Regions from separate parts of the Sus scrofa genome. Here region 2 is linked to region 1. A link is a contact called in public Hi-C data. All regions are on one chromosome and are shown on one strand. The core of a region is the stretch at or near the end of the contact, and the rest is flanking DNA. Distances in the headings are between cores, read along the strand shown.

What was found. Hi-C and Micro-C count contacts between places; a contact is called where the count stands out from the background.
Region 2: a Hi-C map of alveolar macrophages shows a contact between it and region 1, with 2.7 times the contacts expected there. The contact joins the promoter of ASPM here to the enhancer-like site in region 1. A contact is called at or near these places in 5 of 5 promoter capture datasets (fetal liver, fetal skeletal muscle, liver and 1 more) and 20 of 47 Hi-C or Micro-C datasets (alveolar macrophages, blood, brain and 12 more).

The regions. Positions count from the first base shown.
Region 1 is chr10:19,961,929-19,969,410 of Sscrofa11.1, forward strand. FBXO28 (F-box only protein 28) reads left to right here. Exons shown (of 6, transcript XM_003130584.6): 5 at 595-790; 6 at 2,441-7,032. The coding sequence ends at 2,835. Among named protein-coding and RNA genes, the nearest start is that of FBXO28, 29 kb to the left of the region's middle. Within about 2 kb of position 2,858, at least 2 of the 83 cell types and tissues checked have an H3K27ac peak or open chromatin away from gene starts, as enhancers often do. A contact at or near this core is called in alveolar macrophages, where this site is marked.
Region 2 is chr10:20,036,161-20,043,642 of Sscrofa11.1, forward strand. ASPM (abnormal spindle-like microcephaly-associated protein) reads right to left here and starts at 3,520. Exons shown (of 25, transcript XM_021064478.1): 1 at 3,037-3,520. The coding sequence starts at 3,333.

The DNA.
Region 1 (7,482 bases), core at 1,608-4,107:
CATGGTTCCTAGTCGGATTCGTTAACCACTGCGCCACGACGGGAACTCCTATATATTATTTATTTATTTATTTTTTCTATTTTTGTCTTTTTGCCATTTCTTGGGCCGCTCCAGCGGCATATGGAGGTTCCCAGGCTAGGGGTCGAATTGGAGCTGTAGCCACTGGCCTACGCCAGAGCCACAGCAATGCGGGATCCGAGCCGCGTCTGCAACCTACACCACAGCTCACGGCAACACCGGATCGTTAACCCACTGAGCAAGGCCAGGGATCGAACCCGCAACCTCATGGTTCCTAGTCAGATTCGTTAACCACTGCGCCACGACAGGAACTCCAGGAGCTATATTTTAATCATCCTGATTCCTTAGCCCCAGTATAGTACAGAAAAGATGCTTAATAAATGTACATATGAAACGTGTAAAGTATTATAACAGTCCCAGTGCCATGGGTTCCAGGTGGAAACGTGACCCGTGCTCAGTATATCAGGGACATCACCTTGTAGGCTTTCGCAGTCACCTCCCTCCCTGCTTAGCTGTTTTCTTTAAAAAAAAAAAAAAAAAAAAATTGAAAGTGCTAACGAGAGCTCATTATTTTAGGTGATTGATGAGATTTATCGTGTGTTGAGATATGTCAATTCTACCAGAGCCCCTCAGCGAGCTCATGAAGTGCTTCAAGAGTTAAGGGATATTTCCTCCATGGCAATGGAGTACTTTGATGAAAAGATTGTTCCAATTCTGAAGAGGAAATTACCAGGATCAGATGTGTCTGGAAGACTCATGGGCTCTCCTCCAGGTACCTCTTGTGTGTGATATGTTCAGTTTGTAATTATGTTCATACACAGATTTGTAACTTGCCCCCCCCTTAACTGTATACCTTGAACTTTGCTGGGTCTGTAACTATCTATCTGCAGCCTCATTTTTAATGACAGATTGGATTACAGACCATAGCTTAAGTCACTGATCCGCTGCTGTTAAGCTCATTTGTCTCCAGGTTTTCTGTATTTGAACTACACTCTGCAGAACAGTCTTGTGGCTGCGTGTTTGTACACATCCCCAACTGTTAGCTTAGAAAAAAACTATTAAAGCAGAGTTGCTGGATGAAAGCCTATATATATGTCTATGTTTTTGGTGTTTCTGACTAGTGTTCATTATCCTAAAACAGCATTGAAAAAATTCTCATTGAAATAACCAATGAATTATTTCAGCCCCTGCAGCATCTGGCTGCTACAGATGCATAAGGCTGTTTTGAACACTGTTGAATCCTAGATTTGTGCCCTTATCTACTGAAAGAATTGTTCAACATCTTCAACCCCTGTAAACATTTTAAATCAGGAAGCACATTTGTAATGAAACATTTTGTTTTGTTCAGATTAGTTAGCTCCTGGAGTACTTAGTGGGGCTACTGAATGGCTCTCCATAATTTAATAAGAAAGCCTACAGCATGTCTTTTATTGAGTACCTGTTATGCACACAGCATAATACAGAGACTAAAAAGAAGTGCAGCTCATGGTGTCTGCTCGCAAGAATCTTATTTCGTAAAGTAGGACATATCCAGCCTCAGATGGTTGGAGGCAAGAGGAGTAGTTTAAAGCAATGTCCACTTAAGTGCCGCATGAGTGGCAGAGACAGAATCTTGAGGATTGTTGTTAGCTGGTCTGATTGAGACCTCACAAGAGGTAAAAACTGATCTGAGCCTTGTTGGATAAAGATAGGCAGAGAGGGAAACAAGAATGCATCAGTCAAGGACAATATTCTGATTATTTAAATGTGCGAGGGGAAAATTAGGTGCCTTTTAGGGTATGGATGGATTCATCTGGTCCTAAAAAGCTTCAGGAGATGAGGCTTTTTTAAAAGTAGGTTATTAGTTTCAAATAGTGATTTTTATGCCCATGTTACATTCTGCTATTCCTAAAACAGAGTATCTCCAAAGCCTTTCTACACAATGTCAGAAATTCTTCATGATCATTGTGTATGATGTAACTCACTTTTTGATGGTGTCTCTGTTGTCGGGCTAATGTCGAAGCCTTGCATATAATTAACCACAGGGAGGACTTAAGAACGTGCTAGGCCTGTGCTTCTATCTCAGATGTTCATGTTTGTGTGCAATAAGGAAGAAAATAATTCTACTCTGATTTTACCACTGCACTTTACTAGGTACTCAGAATGGTTTGTAATATTTTAAACACAAGTTTTATGCCACTAAATGCCTTTCCCCATGTGCTGGCAATCCACATATTGCCACATGGACATGAGACTCAGAATGCAAATTCATTTATAGTTACAGTGTCTGTTAGTCCATTAGACCAAGTAGATGGCAAAGAAGAAATCGTCAGAAGTAATATTAATAGGGATATTCCATTTTTGAATAAGATTAATTAATGAAGTGTTCCTGGTGATGAGACAGTTGAAGTGACTGACTGTGTTGTAAACTCTGTTCCCGCAGTTCCAGGACCTTCTGCAGCCCTGACAACAATGCAGCTCTTCTCCAAGCAAAACCCTTCAAGACAGGAGGTTACCAAGCTCCAGCAGCAGGTTAAGACAAACGGTGCTGGGGTGACTGTTCTCAGGCGTGAAATTTCTGAGCTTCGCACCAAAGTGCAAGAACAACAGAAACAGCTTCAAGACCAGGACCAGAAACTGCTAGAGCAGACCCAGATCATAGGTGAGCAGAACGCACGGTTGGCAGAGCTGGAACGCAAACTACGAGAAGTAATGGAAAGTGCGGTGGGAAGCTCCTCAGGGTCTGGGCAGAATGAAGAGTCTCCTCGGAAACGAAAAAAGGCCGCTGAAGCCATAGACTCTCTTAGGAAATCGAAACGCCTCCGGAATAGGAAGTAAACCTCGCTCCAGAGGAAGCCCCGGCTTTGTGGCTTGAGCAGTTCCGCATATCAGGATGCCGTGAGCAGCACGGTGTCCCTTCGGCTTCTAGGCTTTCAGAACACACCTTAAACTTGAACTCTCGCGGTTGGGACAGTCTTCTCCCGCTTCTCCTGGTTGGACTGATGCACAGAACCTTTTTACTTTGCAATAGATTTGTACTAACCACACCTGTTCTATCATGTTTCAAGACGTTAACTTTTTTCTGTGCAGATGTTTAAAGTAAGTTTATTTGTCTCTGCATATATGCACATTACATAAGGATCTTAAACCAGTCTTGACAGACTAGAAGTTAAGTTTAATACAGAAAATGTCCTGTTCACTTGAAAGAAAAGACCTACTTTTTAAATGGACAGTATCTTGGTTTTTTTGTTTTTTTTTTTTTAAAGTTGACTTTTTGTTATAAGTGACCTTTGTCTGGAATGTCTGAAAAGTAGTAAATGCTTTTTGGTATTGAAGTAATGGGTAACTAAAATGGACTCCATAGTATTGACTGTAGAAGGGGCCTCTACAGTATTGACTATATTTTTATAAACTACTGGCAAGGGACTTATCCAGTTGTTAGATCCATGTTTTCAGTTCTCTTGGGGGCCATGTCCTACGTTTGCATGGACGGCTGCATGCACTGCCTAGTCAGCTCGCTTGAAAAGCTCTTGCACTGGTATCGTCTTGAACCTCCCTCCTGCTCCACTCTCTAGAGCAGCGTCTTAGTTTAAGGCTTAACATCTTGCACCACGACAGCTTTGCCTCGGGGGCGGGGGGGCGGTATGTGTTAGTCCATTTGTCCTCCACTTTTACGGGAATGTGAGAGTCCTCAAGCCCATCGCGTTATCTGCCCTCTGTAGGGTTCAGGGGCACTGGCTGAGGCAGAACCCCAAATTCTTTCCATTGGCGTCAGACCTCTTGGTACCAAGTTCTGTTCCTTGCTCACCACTGTGCGTGCTCATTGATCTAACAGTCATGCCCTGTGGTGCGAGGAAGGAACCCAACTTGTGGGATGCAGTTTTGCCATTGAAAGAAAGTCTGCTGAAGAAAATCGTACTATGAAAAAGCATTTTGATCATTTCATTTCTGGGTGGGGGGAGGTGACCTGAGGGAAGCTTTTTAATATGACGTTCAAGCTTTCCTCATCCCGCAACTCTAAACAAAAGCTTTAATTTCGTTTGCACTCCTGTTGTGAGCTTGTAACTGGAAAAGCATGTCTTGCACTGTTCAACCTTCTACGTGGTCACTTTAACAACCTCCAAATTGTGTCCAGTGATTCTTTTCCCCAGTTGTGTATTTTTGAAACATTCAGCTATTACTGTCCTAGTTTTATTTTAATGTACTAAATTAGGTAGTCACGATTTGACCGTTAAGTTCTTTGAAGCAACTGTTGCCTTGGGCTTCAGTAATTTAAGATCAACTTAGGTGTCATCTAGAGTACTGTCGCTTTCCAGGTGGCAGTGTGCCGCCTGTATAAAACCTAAGGCTTTGGTAAGTACCTGAGTTGAATAAAAGCACAAGGTCACTGCCCTTTTTTTATCCGTCCACCATGACATGGTTATGCATCCTTTAGGTTAAGCTCTCCAAATGAAACATTTTCTTACCCATTTTTAATATTGTCCTGACTTTATATTGTCCTTAGAGTTCGATCAGTTCTTTGTCTTAACTCTGAAATCTGAAGCACCATTTACAATGTAGTATGTTTTCAATGAAAAGCCGTAAAATAACATCCAAGTGTTTCGTGGTTTGTTGGGAAGGTAACTCTAAAATAAACAGTTTCCAAAACATTTGTCAGCCAAGGTCATCCATAAAAGTCCCTGTCTGGAACTCATTGTCTCCGCAGGTCTCGCTCGTGTAATCCTAGGATTTAGCCATATTGTCACAACTCTGGAGGAGGCCTCCTGGATTGCTCTTGGTGTTGAATAGTCTGCTTTCCTGGTAATAGGAAATCTTTTTTAAGGAACAGAATACTTGTCTACAGGTTTACAAAATATGAACCTTATGCATCAAGGGGATTTTTTTTTTTAACAGTTATTAATGAATTATTTTACGTTTCCTGGGTTTCTTTTTAAACTACACCTTGATACCCCAAGTGTCTCTATTGTCTTCCATTAGTTAACAGGAGTATTTGGCTTCCCTAAGAAGCATCCACACTGTATTAGAAGCTGGGTTTTCCGTTTGAAAATCCAAATTTCTGCCGTATACACTTGTAACCACCTGCCCATAAGGTTGATGAGGTGCACTTGTAAATGCATGAATGTGGCGTAGCAGTAGGAGATTACAGCACTACAGTTGCATTTTAAGTCTCAGATCTTACCTGGACTAGCTCAAACATGTTAAGCTATGATTGCCTTGGCCAATTTGATGGCTATTATACTTGCATTTGTATAGTATAATAGTATGTAAGTTTCAACAAATCACGAAATGTTTCCATCAGCCGAAAGTGACATATGTTTCAGGAACATTGTAAATTCGCTTTCCCAAGAGAGAATTTAAACGCTCCGCTCCGTGTCAATATTATGTTGTCTAGAGCAACATTTCATCAAGTATTCCTGTCGTCTTCCTTGGCTGTCTTTCAGAGGAGACGTCTCTAATGTAGTGAGTCATTCCCGCTCACACAGTGACGCTGGTCCAACACTGCAGACAGATCCCGTGTGGCAGGAACGATGTACAGAACGCAGGGGACGGCCTCCCCTCGCCCCCGCCACCCGGACCGGACTTGGTGGGCACATGCTCGGAGAGAATGGATTAGTTTAGAAGGCGAGGATGCAGACCCCTGTTGTCCTCCGAGCTCCTCTCTGAGGTAAAGAGCTTGGAGACAATGGGGCAGACCCAGATGTAATGCGAGTAATCATTCTGTTTAAAAAACTTGGGGTGCCATCCGGTCTAAAGCCACTGGTTTTGGAAGCAACATTTTTTTTTTTTTTTGTAAATCGTGTTTTTGGAGTACTGAACTTCATAGGGGCTTGCCTTAATCTCTATTTAGTAGTTTCAAGACGTATGCGCTATTATTCTACTTGTTAAAATGTTAAAATAGTCTATGTAGCCCCTAAAGTGGGTAAAACAGAGTATAATTAATGCCTAATAAATAAGCTAAAAGGTGTCACTGCAGCTGGATTTTTGAGAGAAAATGGACATATGAACATAGGCTATGTGTAATAAAAATAATGGCACCTTAAGATTGCACTATTTTATGCATTATTTTATATGCCATTTCATAGCCTGCACTTTAATCTCCAAAGAAACGATGTGTGATGTCCCAGTTGTTCCTTATTATTAATAAACTTTTTCCTGAGACAGGGCACTTAATTCTATTTTACTATGCCGAATTAGTTTCTTGGAGGTGGATTCCTTTTTTGAGTTCTCTATTTCCTTAGCCATAATATTTTCTAGGATCTAGGAACTCCCTATCTTGTCTGTTTCCAACAGTATGTAATTTTAATTTAATGTAATATAAAATCTCATATGTGGTGATCAGCACATTCTTCTCTCCTGCTCAAGCAATGAGTACGCATTTGTTAATACTTAGCAAAACCCTCTAAAAATGATCGTATGCTGTAAGATCGAAGGCCAGGAAGAAAGGCATTCTGAAAGGAAGTGCCGTGTATGATACCGCCTCTTGGAAATGGCTATTTCTAAGGTAAAATCCAACCGGAGATGCCATTCAGTTACTTGATTTGGGATCTGAATTCCTTTAAAGTGAATTTTCAAGAAATGCTCAATCTGCAAAATGAAACTAGCAATTAATTGACTACTGCCATGATTTTTAATAGCAATACATTGATCTTTGCGATACATACGATATAGACTTAAGTAACGTTGGCCTTTTCCAGTTTCCTAAGACTCTTGTTAAATTTCTGAAATTCAAACTTAAATTGAATTTTTTTCCTGTTGTGTCTGAAGAGAACCATGGAATTCTAGAAGCATTTCGGTCATCTGTTAGGTCCATTGCCAAAGTATACCAGTTCATATCAAAGCTATACCAAAAGTTTAGATGTGTTTTAAATTCCTTTCTGTGGTACCATGTCTGTTTACTTATGGTCATGAGCAACAATCAATTACTAGCTTACGTTCTGGAATTTTAATTGTTAAAACCGAATTCAATTACTGGAAAGTGAAAAACACCTCCCGGTCACACAACAGGGTACGTAAATAAATGTGTTGTTACCAGTGTTACTTGTTTTCTTTGTATTTCATGCGCAAAAGATTATAGAGTTTCTAACAAATGCCATATTAATAGCTACCGCCTCTTCAAGCGCTGTATTGTGTGTTTTACATGTTAGTTTAGTCCTCACCATTGCTTACTAAAACAGGTTTTACTCTGTCTAGGGAAGTTAACCTCCGACGAAGCAACATGCAATGTTACACAAGTAAGCGCCTAAGTGGGACTTCAGCCCAGACCTACCTGCCTCCAAAGCTTATGTAATTTTTTTTTTTTTTAATCTTTTTTAAAAGGCTTCACCCACAACATATGGAAGTTCCTGGGCTAGGGGTCGAATTGGAGCTGCAGCTGCCAGCCTACACCACGGCCACAAGCAACACAGGATCTGAGCCACATCTTTGGCCTACGCTACAGCTTGAAGCAGCGCCAGATCCTTAATCCACTGAGCGGGGCCAGGGCTC
Region 2 (7,482 bases), core at 2,270-4,769, 75 kb after region 1:
CCTCTGCATGCATAAAACCTTGTTTAAAGTGCAGTTTCTGTATTTCCCCCCCAGAAATTAGTACCTCTGGAGTGGTGAGAAGACATCTTCCTTATTTAACGAGAAGTCCAGACAAATTTGATGCAAGTGGTTTCAAGCATCTCAGACAAATTCTGCTTATTGCAACCTGCTAATTCACCTGAGGGTGTGGGTTGTGTTTCAGATAAGGGCTATTCTAATATTTATTTATTTATTTACTACAGTGGGCTTCAAAATGTGGTTCCTGTGAGATTGAGGTAGATGGGCCCCTGGGCTGAGAAGAGCTGGGACTTGTCAGGCTGAGTAAACTGGGCCTTGCTTCTCTTTGACACGTCAAGGAGAAAGTTAATTGCAGGAGCTAAGCTCTGCTCGAGTAGAAAGATGCCCACGTCAATCACTCCTGGGGTCAAGGAGCCCTTCCCAATTACACATGTGCAGAAAGACTCCCAGGGGTCAAAAGGGAGAGGGCCCTAATAAGTCCTGATACCATCCCAGCATCCTTTGCTCTGGAACCATCTTTGCCAAAAGATGCACACGCCTATTGGGGAGGGCCCTGGGTCCGGTCAGGTACGAGAAATAAAACAAGGTAAATGGCCAAAGGAAAACAAAGACCTGGAAGAACTATATAAGTGAGTTAAATCCCCTCTCTGGTACTCTCCTCACTTGGGGACGCCCGTACTTGCACTCCTCTTTAGGGTGTGTATTACTTCTTTGCTTCTGACTTAAATAAACTACTTTTCTGCGTGCGCTCCCACACATTGGACTGTGACTCTGACAATAAACTTTATACCTGGTTTTAAAGTCTTGGCCTCCTTTGCCTCCTTGAATGTTGAAAACATTCTTGCTTTCAACAGGAGGCAACAATCAGGGCAATTCTACTTTTAGCCTCTAGCTAATCGAGCGGCTAGGATTCCTGGTTTTCATGCAGGCTGCCAACGTTTAATTCCTGAGCAGAAAATTGAGCTCTCTCTCGGAGCCATCACTCACTGCTGTTTCCCTGAGATCACCTGGACTAGTAGCATGAGCATCACCTGGGAACTTCTTAGAAATGCAAATTATAGCCCCAGCCTAGATCCCTGGAATCATAAGTACTGGGGGTGGGGTGCTTTAATGAGTCCTCCAGGTGATTTTGATGCACTCTTAAGTTTGAGAACTGCTGGTCTCCTCAAAACATTGCATCCTCCTTGATGGCGCTCCTCCTTGTTCTTAGAATTTTCCCCTCATCCTCCTAACAAATGTCTTTAGGGAAGAATCATGCCTCATGCCTATAAATCAATATGAGGGACAGGCCCTGGGGTTTAAAATGATAAAAACTGGGTGGGAACCCCAGCTCTGTCAACTGCAGGAATAAAACCATCCGTAAATGTTTTATGCCCTCATTAAAAATTAGGAAGAGGACATTTATCCACGATACAGAGTAAGATCCTTGCTTGAAGATTCCTCTCAGTTGCGCACCATGCACAGGTGTAGCTGACACTACTTCCAACTTAGAGATGAGAAAACAGAGACACAGAAGACTCAGAAGAGTGAACTTAGCAGCCTAGGCCTGATCCATTCGACACAAACCCTTTGACCAAAACCCTTTGACCATGTCACCTTATCAGCAAATGTGGATGATGACTCCAGGAGTTCTTGTAAGGATTAAATAAGGAAACAGAGTTTAAAAGAACCTGTAAAAAGGTAAACATTATGTGTGTATGTATTATCTTAGTGGTTTGGTGGTTGAGTGGCGTCTGCACATTCAAACCTGAAGCCGAGGGAAATCAATAGTTAACAAAAGAAGTTTTTAAAAACTAAGATCAGTAAACTTTTACTTTATAAACATGGAAGTAGTTCTAAAAAAGCCAAAACCCAAAGAATTTCAGTCCCACAAACAAAAAATAACAAGCAAATGTATTATGTAGATAGAACAAAGTTTATATCTTTCCATGAAAAGAAAAGGGAACATTTACAAACAAGTGTAGCTGAACCAGTGCTTATGGACCAAGTCAATGGACCTCTCACTGCCTTGGGAAGCAGTTGTTTAGACAAAGAGTGAGATCCCCTCAGCTGATTTGTTGTTTCTTTTCACACTTTCAGAGGTTCTAATCAATGGAAAGACCACAGCAGTCAAAAGAAGAATATAAATTCTCTGGAATGGGAGCATTACTCTGGCCAATGCAATGTAGAAAAGCTACCCAGGAAGGTCTCAACAAAACATTTGTAAAATTAAATTTGAAACATCATTAGAACCATACTACAGCAAATGGGGGAAAAATATTAAAACGCTCAAGTGTGCACTCTTGTTGAAAACAACCCTGAGGAAGTGTTTTGGTTTTGTTGCTATAGACATTTAGCCAAAACAAATCTCACTCCCTCACCAGAATAAGTAGTTACCCTGACTCTATATGCAGTCGGTTTCCCTGTGGAAACTAAAATGCGTTTTTTAAGATGACCGAAGAGTTCCCCTCGGGGCTCAGCGGTAAGGAACCCACTAGTATCCATGAGGATGCGGGTTGGATCCCTGGCCCGCTAAGTGTGTTAAGGATCCAGCATTGCCGTGAGCTGTGGTCTAGGTCGCAGACACAGCTGGGATCCTGAGTTGCTAAATCTGTGGCTAGGCCGGCAGCTGCAGCTCCAATTCCACCCCAGCCTGGGAACCTCCATGTGCTGCACCTGCGGCCCTAAAAAAAAAATGCGAATGACTGACGGAAAGCAATTACAAAAAAAACCCTGCTCTAACCAACGTACTCTTGGCAATCTTAAATATAGAGGGATAGATGCGTGGATGGATAGCCCTTAAGTTTTCTCAAGGCCCGAGTCTATGAAAAGCCCTTCTACGAAACACAGGACCACCCAAGTGCTTCTCAGGACGCGCTTCACCGCCAGGGTGACAGCCCACCGCAGCCGCCTCCGCCCTGGAGAAAAGAGGTTCGTTCGCCCAACGTCAGAGGAAAGGAACTGGCTTTATTTTCCAGGTCTCAGGTCCCCTCCGTGAGTTCCGATCCCGTCTCCCCCCACCCCCGTAGCCCACCCTACCTGCAACACGAAGGCGCTGGGCCAGATGCTGAAGCCTTGCTCGGCGGCCGGGACGCGGGACAGCCTCACGTCGGCGGTCTCCTCGTTGGGGTTGTCCAGGGCCAGGGGCAGTGTGCGCGATGCTCCCAGGCGCACGTCCCCGAAGCAGAGGAAGGGCGACCTGCAGAAGTGGCTGAGGGACAGGACCGGCGGGGATGCTGCCTCCTCCTCGGCCCGGGGACCCGGAGGCCCGGCAGGCGGCCTCCTCTCTGGAGGACTCCGCTCCCAGCAGCCGCGCCCCCGACGCCGGGTCGCCATGGCGGCCTCGGGGCTTCTCCGGGCGGCCCTGCAGGAACTCTCACTCCGTCTCCTGGAGCGGATACACCCCTCTCTCGTTCTGTGTCCTCGACTGCTGAAGAAAACAGCCCCACACACTCACAACTCTAGAGAAAAAACAACTCGGTCTTCTCTTCGTTTAAACTTCCCTCCTCCACCAATGGGCGCGCCCGGAACCGCCCACCTCCGCGAGGGACCAATCAGCGAGCAGAAACTCCGGCCAATGAGAAGACGGCGCCTTATTTAAACGTGTTGGGTTGTTGGCAGCGCGTCGCTCTCCTGCGTAGGCGACCGGGGTGATGGGGTCTCGGCTGCCCACTGAGAACCGGGGCTTTGACTAGAAATTTGCCCTTTGGTTTCGTGAGCGGCATTGTTGAAGGGAAGAGATCCCAGAGCCTCTACAGTAAATGCCGCAGTCGTTGCGGTTGCCGGGACAACCTTGGGTAAAACCGTTAAGCAGGCAAATTGGGTTGAAGTCATTCCTTTTCTACAATGTTCCCGCCCAGGTCACATTCCTGAGCTTTTCTTCCGCGGCTTTTGGGCTCAAATGGGAGAAAATAAGGAAAACGAAATGGTTATTCGTGTGAAGGGGCTGATTTCAGTGACACAGCAGCGGCTCAATAAGTTTACCTGCTGGTTGTGACGTCGGGGTCCTGGGAGCTCAAATAGGTCAACAAATGAAGCCTGAGATTCTCAACAGTCCAGACGTGATGGTTTTGACCGGCTTCGCCCTTGACACTTGACTTCTTGGTTTTAATTCTAATTATAGTATCTGATATAACGATGATAGCTTAGTGCAGCTATTACTCTTTGATGTGGATTGTTTCAGGCCCCGTGCTTCTCTATCTCGGCCTTTCCTTCAGCCCTGGAAGGAAGGCACCTTAGCTGTGTCTCACCGATGAGCAAGCCGACTGGGAGGTGGCAGAGCAGGGAGAGGCACCCAGGCGGTTTGGCCAGACCTTCACCCTACTACCTCTCAGGACAGCAGGAAACTTCAGGAAAAAATGTGTGCATGTGGTACGGATACATGAAGTAGCTCAAGGGAAATCTCCCCAAGTGGAAAAACAAAATGAGGGAGGTGGAATATGAAATTATATTCACTGACACCCAATTTGACCTGAGGTTAAACCCTGTGAGCTTAACAACATTGACACAGAAGTCTTTATATAGAGGTGTTTTTGAATTCTGTAGGGCTAATACAGGATTAATGTACTAGAACACTACTACCCTACATGTTTTTTGCACAAATGTTAATATGAATTACAGTAGTTGTCAAATAATGTGTATTTATTGTTTTCATACTGTAAATATTCATCAAATTAACTTTGCAAACATAAGCCTTCTTAAGCTCAAGTCATTGAAGTGTTTCAATTCTTTTTAACATGTTAATAATCCATTTTTTTATGTACACCCTCCCCTCATAATTTGTCTTCATAAAACAATGTTTTTGACTCAAAAATTAAAAAAAAATCCAGAATGAGACTGTACTGGATTTTTTTTTTTTTTTTTTTGCTTTATAGGGCTGTACCCGCGGCATATGGAGGTTCCCAGGCTAGGGGTCCAGTCGGAGCTGTAGCTGCTTGCCTATGCCAGAGCCACAGCAACATAGGATCCGAGCAGCGTCTGAGACCTACACCACAGCTCACAGCAACGCCGGATCCTCAACCCCCTGAGTGAGGCCAGGGATCAAACCTGAAACCTCATGGTTCCTAGTCGGATTTGTTTCCACTGAGCCACAATGGGATCTCCAGTACTGGATATTTTTTATTTGCCCTCCACTTCCAATCCCCACTTTTTTCAGCCTGCTTTTTGCTGTGGGATGCTGGTCTGTGTTCTGTATTTGCTATGTTTATAGGTTTCTTCAATTACTTCCTTAGTGACCCTGACTGATGCAGTAGTGGCCCTAGGAAATTGCTTCTTAGGATAGAATGCTGAGTTGAATTGTTTGTGTTCAAGGAGCACAGGGATAAACTCTTGCTAGCAAGAAACATATTATGATAATCAAAGGCATGTGGGCGCATCATGAGTCCTGAAATCACCAGCAGTGGCAGCACCAGATGAAATGTACATGAAGGATAGTTTATTCAGAGGTGGCTGTGGCATATAGTTGCTATGCAAACAGTTTATGAATGATTATAGAGTTTACAGAGTACCGGGTTTCACCTGATGGCTATAGAGAGCATATATAAGAAAGAAAATGAACCACACCCAAGGCATATGGAATTTCCCAGGCTAGGGGTCCAATTGGAGCTGCAGCTGCTGGCCTACGCAGCCACAGCCACAGCAATGCCAGGTCTGAGCCCCATCATCAACCTACGCCACAGCTTGTGGCAATGCCAGATCCTTAGCCCACTGAGGGAGGCCAGGAATCAAACCTGCATCCTCCTGGACACTATTTCAGGTTCTTAACCCGCTAAGCCACAGTGGGAGCCCCTTGGCATCTGTTCTTACCTTTGATGACCTTATGTTGCCTCCTTCACTAGATTGGGTGCTTCTTGAGGGTGGGAAGCAAGCTCTCTGCAGTTCCTGGTAATGAATGGCCTCATCTCAATAAATGCTTGTCATACCAATTTTGATTTTAAGTGAATTAAGTTAGAGGTCTTCTGTTTTTTTTTTTCCTCATCCCGTTTGACAATTTCTGCCTTTTATTTATTTTTAAAAATTTTGAAGTATGATTGATTTACAATGTTGTGATGATTTCTGCTGTATAGCAAAGTGGTTCAGTTATACATATACACATATCCATTCTTTTTCAGATTCTTTTCCCATATAGATTAGCACAGAATATTGAGTAGAGTTCCCTGTGCCATACAGCAAGTCCCTGTGGTTGGTACATGAAAGTCATGTGGAGAAATTTTTTAAAAACTCTGATGTCTGGGTCTTACCCTCAGTGGCTCTAACTTAATTGACCCAATGTGCATATAGAACATCAGGGTTTTAAAGCCTCCTGCTTGGTTCTAATGTGCCAGCAAGACCTAGAACCACTGCCTGAGGCCAAAATCAAGAATGCTCTAAAGGAAACACTGTGAGACTGTTTTTTATTTCACCACAATACACTGTGACAAAAAGAAGCATTTTCTTGCATTTTGATGTTTATGATGCCTCCTATATGTTAACAGAAGAGATTTGTATAGGAGTCAGAATGTGCTGCTGTGAATTTTTCCTGTCACGTTGATTCTATGGAATCTATTCTGCAAACAGAAAAGTATGTTCTCTACTCTCCATAAAATTTAAATCAATTCAGAACACATTTCTGAGGCTTCTAAAGAAGCCATTAACCAGCGCTGCTCAGCCTTCCTTGGCTGCACATTGGAATCAGCTGGGGAGTTTTACAAATCTCAGTGCCTGAGCTGCACCCTATTCCCATTAAATGAGAGTCTCTGGGGATGAGACCCAGAAATTGGTACTTTGTGAAGCTCTCTGGGTGATTCCAATGTGCAGCCAAGGTTGAAGAACCATTGCTGTGAATTAATACAGTCGCTTTTGGAACTGTATCTAATCTTTGTAAACGTGTATGTTAATTCTTTTTGTTTGCATGAATTGACCTTTACGTGAATTGAATGAAAAAATACCACTAATTTTACCCTCATGCTTAAAAAAAAAAAACCCTTAGCTGTCACAAATGTGGGCATAGCATTTTACTGTTGACAAAGTGCTTTCACGTCCACCAGCTCATTTGTTTTTTATAAAACAAAGCAAAACAAAACAAAACAACAACAACAAAAAAAAGAAAATGAAAACGGCACAGCTAAGAACATACTTTGAGAACGCTTGTGAGGAGGAAGTTCTGAAGAACCTCTCACTTCCAGTGGTCTCAGGAAACGTAAGGCCAAAGCCAAGGGTCTGCTGGTGAATGTGACAGCACTGATTAAATGTTCAGTCCTGTTGGCCCTCTTAACTAATAGGGGGAGTGGGATCCTGGGAAGGAGTATGACATTTGTGCAAAATTTAAAAGGCTGAGAACTTGTAATCTCCCTTTTCCCACAAACCTCTCTTCCTTATAGAGGCAGCCTCCTCTACCCCTCTCACTTTATTGATGCCATTTGCTAACTAAATCTGATGAGCAAGAAATAGCTGTCAAGAACTGTGATGGTCTGAGATTTTACCCCACTAAAATTTTATTGGAACACA